Linked DNA regions of Mus musculus: region 2 is linked to region 1. The links are chromatin contacts, called in public promoter capture Hi-C maps. All regions are on one chromosome and are shown on one strand. Each heading gives the region's core, a stretch centred on a gene start, on an enhancer-like site or on the middle of the called end of the contact. The rest is flanking DNA. Distances are from core to core; before and after follow the strand shown. Region 1 holds the start of Syngap1 (synaptic Ras GTPase activating protein 1 homolog (rat)). Region 2 overlaps Nudt3 (nudix (nucleotide diphosphate linked moiety X)-type motif 3).

Region 1 (3,467 bases), core at 31-2,530:
CCAGCTGTCCCTGGGTAGGGGGCAGTGATCAGGCAGGCTCAGACCTGGCACTGCCGTGGCTGGGAGAGGAAAGACACCTTTTCAAAGCACTGGGTGACACCTGTAAATGGGCTAGTGGGTGATGGAAGATACCCAGAGCCCAAAGCTTCGGACAGAGGCTGACAAATGAGTGGAGAGGAGAAATGAGAGTTGCAAGTTAGAGTTCAGAGTGTGACCCTGTTCTTTCCCCCTTGCTGACTCTTCTCCCCAGGACTGGCCCACCTCTCGGTCTTGGGTCTCCTTACCTTCATCCATTCCCCCAAGGAACCAGGACCTGCCCTACATAACCTCCCTGGAGCCTAAACACATCCAGTGACCCAAAAATGGAGAGGGGACCAGTGAGAGGACAGAGAAGAGGGTGGAGACAGCAGGAAAAAGGGCCCTGCCGCCCAAATATTAGCCCTCCCTCCAAGGTCTGGGGTCCTTGGCATGGGTGGCTCCTGTTAGGCTTCTGCATTTTCTTGAGTTGGGGGGGGGGTTCTCAGAGATCCTTGTGTGTGTAGGTGAGGGGTTGGGGGTCCAATATTTGGGTCCTGTGGGGGTGGGGGTCCAATATTTGGGCCCTTCCTAGGGTCTGGGTTACCTGGGGAGTTGTTTCAGGAAATTGAACCTCGCAATCGGTCACTAACTCACATCTTTCAGATGTAATGTATTTTAGATCTCTATGTGGTCATCTTCATCTTTGGGTCAGCCGAATGTCTCCTCCTTCATCCCCAAGTTTGCAGTTTCTTTGAGATACGAATGTGGGGTTTCTTACCTCTAGCTAGATTCTAAAATTTAATTCTGGCCTGGGGCACTTTCTAATATTGGCTTCATCTTTTTCTTTGGGTCTAGGTCTCTGTTTTGGGTCTCCCAAACTACAAGTCCAGGGTTCGAATAAGATTAACATGGGTCTGGAGAACCTTGCTGACACTAGAGTCTCATATTCTGGTCCCTGACTCCTTTCTTTAATTTAGGGGGTGGGGTCTGAGCTCAGAGGTCTCTTTCCTTCTAGATTTGGATCTGTGAGACCCAATTTGTTGAGTATGGAGGTGGGGGGGGGGTGAGGTGGTGAGTATCTTTCTCTGGGTCTGGGGTCTGTCTGAGGGTCTTGGGTCAGCTTCTACGGGACTTCCCTGGTGTGTATGAGTCAGGGGTCCCTCGTTCTCTCCTTTTCCGGGTCTCCCTGGGTAGGGGTGGGGGCTGCAGTCTCTCCCTCCTCCTCCTGCTCTCTCTTCTCTAGCTCGCTTCCCCCGCCCCCCCTCTCTCTGCTGCCGCTGCTGCCGTTGGCTCTTATTCTCCTCCTCCTCCTCCTCTCTCCTCCTCTCTGCTCCTCTCCGCTCCTCTCTCCTCCTCTCTCCTCCTCCTCCTCCTCCTCCACCTCCTCCTTCTCCCCCTTTCTCTCCCCCTCTTTCTCTCTTCTTTTTCTCCCCCCGTCCCCCCGCCCCCTCCCCCTCAGGCCTGATGAGCAGGTCTCGAGCCTCCATCCATCGGGGGAGCATCCCCGCGATGTCCTATGCCCCCTTCAGAGGTACGGTGGTGGTAAGGGGAGGGGAGGGCCAAATGGGGGGGCAAGAGGGGGAGGGGCAGCGGGCGGGGGAGGGCCGGGGCCACCGAGGGGAAGGAGCGGCTGAAATGGAGGGAGAGGGGAGGGTCGGGAAGGCAGAGGTGGGAACAGTGGGAAAGGAGGGATTAGAGGCATAGGGGTAGGATAGAGGGGCTGGGACACGGGCCTTTTCAAGGGGGCTGAGGGGAAGATGATGGAGGGGAAAGCGCGTCAGAAAGGGATGAGAAGGGAGGACTGAGTTTGGGGAAAGGCTGCAGAAATGGTTTGGATTTGGGAGCAGAGTGAGGAAGAAATTACCAAGGAAGTAGAGGCATGGTCTTGGGAGAGGGTAGGGGGGAAATGAAAACACAGGCGGCATGAGAGACCAAGAAGGTGGGAAGGGAATTTGGTGAGGGGCTCAGGGTGGTAGGACTTAGGAAAAGAGAGGAGGATGGAGGGAGGGAAGGGGCCAGATGGAGAAAGAAGGTGGCAGTGGGGGGGTGTGGGGGGTCCAGATGGAGGGAAGAGAGGAGAGAGAAAAAGGATTGGGGGAGGGGACACCAGAGAAGGGGGAGGATCAAGTGGTTTTTTTTTTTTTGGTTTGGGGGGGGGGATGCAAGTAAGATTGAGGGGTGGGGACAAGGGCCAGATAAAAATCCTGAGGGTAACTGGCCCTCATTAGGACTCTGGAGAAGTGAGATGCAATCCCTGAGTCTCATTTGCTTTCTTAATCGCTTTGACCCCTTCCCCCACCCCACCTCTTCTTTCCAGTCCCCCTCCCTGCCTCTGCTGTCCATCACTTATATCTTTCCCCCCATATGGTGTCCGTTTCTTATATGAGTCCCCCTTCTGTTCTTCCCCTGTATTGGTCCCTATCTCATATCTCTTCTCTTTCCCTCCCTCTCTTCTAATAACTACCTTAATACACCACTGCTGCTCCTGGGCCCCGTGTCTCAGATCCCCTGACAGGTCTCTCTCACTCCCTCTGCCCCATGTTGGCTGAAACCTTCTGGTCCATTCCCTTGCCCTAGGCAAGCAACCACCATCTTTACCATCTTCCTTTTCTCTTAGGTTCACGCTGTTACTTGTCCCTCAGCTCACCCTCTGTTTCCTATCCCACTTCCCATCTTGTCACATGGTCTGTGCTTATTTCCTCTTATTCCCCAACCTGGTGATTCCTCTCTTCTTGTCCCCTCTGCTTCCTGGGGTGATAGAGATTGGGGGGGGGGGTTACCAAAACACAGGTTTTGATCGTTGGAACAGGGCTCTAAGGAATTCCCCCATCTTGGACCCTTGTGGAACTTCTCATTCCAGTAAAAATTTCCCATTTCCCTGTCCTCTGCCATGTTCCATTGCTTCCTAGGGTCATTAGTATTCTTAACTATAGAATCTCTCTGTGTGTGTGTGTGTGTGTGTGTGTGTGTGTGTGTGTGTGTTGTACCTAAGCTAAGATTCCCTGTGTCCCTTTCCTGTTCCCAGTAGAACAGTGTCCCTTGAGGTCTATCCTGCTTGCCCAGCTGCAGCCTAGAGCAGCTCCTCTGTTGTGTTTTGGTTATATGTATTAACAGATTTTTCCCCTGGATACACCATGCGTTGAGATGTACTAGGCCTCAAGTGTTTGTGATCTAAGTTATGGAAGGTTGTTGTTGCTATTGTTGTGCTGGGGCTTTGAATCCTAGTGGGGTTTTTTTTGTTGTTGTTGGTTTTTGAGTTTTTTGTTGTCATTATTGTTTTGGTTTTTTTCCCCGACCACTGAGCTATAATGACCAACCCTGTCAGTGACCTTTGATATTTAGAAAATATGAGTAGAGTTTCCAAGAAAGCATCGAGACAGTGAAATTTTGAAAGCATTGTGAGGTCTAGGCACAATTCCCAGGTGTTTATCTTTCTGTCTGACCTGCAA
Region 2 (3,447 bases), core at 7-2,506, 650 kb after region 1:
GGCCAACGGGGGAAGGTCTTCACGGTGAGACCTCTGGGTGGCTCTTTTAAAACCACCTCATGTTTTCATGGCTCTCAACTCTTCAGTCTCAAATACTGCCAGCAGTGTAAAGTTGGGTATTTTTACCACCCACATGACTGCAAAAGCAGGTCGGGACAGGCGCCAGTTCAGTATCTGACAGCACCGGGCTCAGACATCTGACTTGGACATGTGGAAGTTCAGCCGTCAGCACTGGTGCGGACTTGTTTAGTCATCTCCATGTCAAGCCCTAACCCAGCAGGAGTCTTCACTTAGCGCCAGTAAGACTTTGCCCTTCGGTACCCTCGACCTCTGCAGCGGGGGTGCCCGGGGCTGGGGACACTGCTGGTCCAGCTTGTGGCAGGCAGGCCCACAGTTCAGTTCTCAATCGTGCAAAAGCAGCCAAGCACAAGCCCCAGGGAGTACTCTGTGCCTCTTCTACCTAGTTAACAAAAACCCTGCCTTTTAAATTTATTGTTATTACTGTTGTTTCCGTTTGTTTGTTTGAGGCAGGATCTTTCTATGTAATCTTGGCTGTCTTGAAACTTGCTATGTTAACTGGGCTGGCCTTGAACTAAGAGATCCTCTTGCCCCTGCCTCTCAGTGCTGGGGTCAAAGGCTACACCACCCATAACTAGCTTACAAACCTTTATAAAGGGGGGGAAACTGTCTCTTTTTCCTTGAGGATGTTCTGTGCCCATATGAAAAAAATGTTCAAACCCTGTGTCTGAAAGGCTGGGCCAGCCTCCCCCGAGGGCACACTGGGCCAAGCACTAGCAGGAAGGACCCCACAGACCTCTTACCACAAGGAGCCCTGCTTCAGCACTCAGGTGTCATAGGCACAGATGCTACTTCACCGTGGGCACAAACCTCACTGCCAGGGCACCCGGATTCTGTTCAGTTCCGATGTGGTTCACTCGAGCGTGGCACACAGCGAGCATGGGGTAAGGGGCGCTGCAGGGTCCATTTGAGGTCAATAGCGCCTAGGAGGATGTCTCCTGGGGACTGTGGGAAAGATTTCCCACAATAGAGAGACTGTACAAAAAGAAACACTACACTTCTTGCACGTCAGGCGGGGACCTGAAACCTGGAGCAACTGCAGTTATCTTGTGACCCTAAAGTGAAGGCCAAAACCTCAGCAAGATGTCAACCTAAAGCCACAGCCCACACTGTCAACGCTAAGTAACCAACTGTGGACTAATGGGGGAGAACCGCTCAGGCACTGGTAAGAAACTCTTATCTGTGGCCGAAGCTTCCTGCTACTTCCTTCTTTAAGTCAAAAGACAGTTCTCTAAGGAACACAAGTACTCTATGACAAAAACGGGCAACACGGAGAGAGCAGTGTATTGAAGCTCCCTGTGGAAGGCAGAAAGCTCAGCCCCAAAAGGAAGCCCTGGGGGCGGCAACTCTATTGCAAGTACCTGCAGGAGGCTACCCAGCAACAGTGTGTGGCCTGCTTGTCCCGACACAGGAGCCCAGCAGAGGGCCCACCAAGGTCTCCCTTTAAATGAAATATGTTAAACAACAAAGGAAAAGCGGGCTGGAGAGTTAGCCAGACTTATTTCAGCATGTGTGGAGGTCAGAGGACAACTTTTGGGAACAGGTTTCTTCTTCCACCACATATAACAGAGGGACTGAACACAGGGTGTCAGAGTTGGTGGCACAGGGTATCAGAGTTGGTGGCAGGTGGCCTTTATGCATGAAGCCATCTTGCTGGTCCTGGAAATAATATTAGCAGTAGTGTTAAAAGACAAGTGAACACGGGGCCTCTGGAGCCCCTGCTCCTCAGCTGTGAGTACCTCTTCCTTAGAGGGCCAATGCCTCTCCATGTTCAGGCCGACACCTGCTATCAACAGGACATGGCATTTTCTATAGGTTCTCTATAAAAGGACAAAATATCAAAACCAAACCAAACCCCTAAACCAAAGGACTCCACCTTGGGTGACCCACTCACAGGAGAGACCCCCTATGCTGATGTACATAGACCTAAGTAATTCACTCTAAGGTTGGGAAACTACCACTGTCTGCTCAGCCCCATTATAAAGATGCTGGATGGTGTTGGAGGGATGATGGCTTAGCACTGGCTGCTCTTGCAGAGGACCCAGATTTGATTCCTAGCACCCACAGAGTGGTTCACAGCCAGCAATAACTCCAGTTTCAAGGGGACCCAACACCCACTCTGGCCTTTACATATATTTCACAAATGTGATGCACTTATGTACAAGTGGGAAAACATATACATAAAAATTAACAATAATAAACTCTAAAAGCCCCCCCTGTCCACATGGTTATGGAGTTTCTACAGGGCTGAAAGTCAGACTTCTGCATCATGGCAGGGAGCCCTCGTCATTTTGAAAGCTATCACTCACCTGCCTCAGCAGAGCAGCTGCAGATCGGCTTCTGCCTCCCCGGCCCACACCCTCTGCCTGACATACTGTATGCAGTATGCAGTATTCAGGATGCTGTACGCAGGATGCCGCGCCTGACCTGGAGAGACTCTTCTTTCCCGGATCTGTCCGCCCCATGACTTACTCAGGCAGACAGACTGTGGACTGCATGCCACAGTGCTTTCAAAATGCAGCCTCAAGCACTCTGTTGTTTTCTTCCTGGAACCCTGAAGGTATGTGACGGTGCTGTTCCTAGCCTCCCAAAGGACGGAGGATCACAGCTTCAAAGCCTATAGTGTGCTATCTCTAAGTTGGAGAGGGAGGCACCAAAGATACCTCCACAAGTGAGCCACAGTCGTGTCAGCTTCAGGAAATCTGCTACCCAAAGGCACAACTCACACACCTCACTTTTGCTCCTCCTCCAAAATCAGTGCTCACTGCTGACTGACCCCCCCCCCAGTGCTCTCTGCTGACTGACCCCCCCCTCAGTGCTCTCTGCTGACTGACCCCCTCAGTGCTCTCTGCTGACTGACCCCCTCAGTGCTCACTGCTGACTGATCCCCCCTCAGTGCTCTCTGCTGACTGACCCCCTCAGTGCTCACTGCTGACTGACCCCCTCAGTGCTCTCTGCTGACTACTACTGAATGTGAAGTTACTTTTGGATTCTTTGCTTTGTGGTATTGCAGACAGAAGACAAGACCTTGTGCATTCTAGGCAAGCTGTCAACCACAGGGATGGCTAGACCCCAGCCCTTGACTCACAACACAAGGGGAATGATGAGAACACTCCCACCGCTCTTGCATGCACACAAACGTGTGTGCTCACTGTGCAAGATCTCTGTGATTCTAAACTTGCTTCCTGTGTGGTGAGCTCTGCAGGCAGCTTGCCTCTGTCACCTCACTGAACGGGAGCTGCTCACACTACTTTGCAGGCAGATTTCTATCACCTGACCACGTCCAGGGTCCTGACCATGGGAGCTCTGGAGGCATGGGCTTTGTTAGGATCTGCCCACACGCACTGGGAACCACACACTCTCCCTAAC

The links. Promoter capture Hi-C pulls out the DNA fragments that hold promoters and counts their contacts.
Region 2: a promoter capture Hi-C map of the HPC-7 cell line shows a contact between it and region 1, with 2.4 times the contacts expected there. The contact joins the enhancer-like site here to the promoter of Syngap1 in region 1. A contact is called at or near these places in 6 of 39 promoter capture datasets (the HPC-7 cell line, embryonic stem cells, frontonasal cranial neural crest and 2 more).

What each region holds. Positions count from the first base shown.
Region 1 is chr17:26,939,970-26,943,436 of GRCm38.p6, forward strand. It overlaps Syngap1 (synaptic Ras GTPase activating protein 1 homolog (rat)), which reads left to right and starts at 1,281. Exons shown (of 19, transcript NM_001281491.2): 1 at 1,281-1,549. The coding sequence starts at 1,483.
Region 2 is chr17:27,587,240-27,590,686 of GRCm38.p6, forward strand. The region is part of intron 2 of Nudt3 (nudix (nucleotide diphosphate linked moiety X)-type motif 3); the gene reads right to left. Among named protein-coding and RNA genes, the nearest start is that of AI413582, 23 kb to the left of the region's middle. Within about 2 kb of position 1,257, at least 78 of the 459 cell types and tissues checked have an H3K27ac peak or open chromatin away from gene starts, as enhancers often do. A contact at or near this core is called in the HPC-7 cell line and liver, where this site is marked.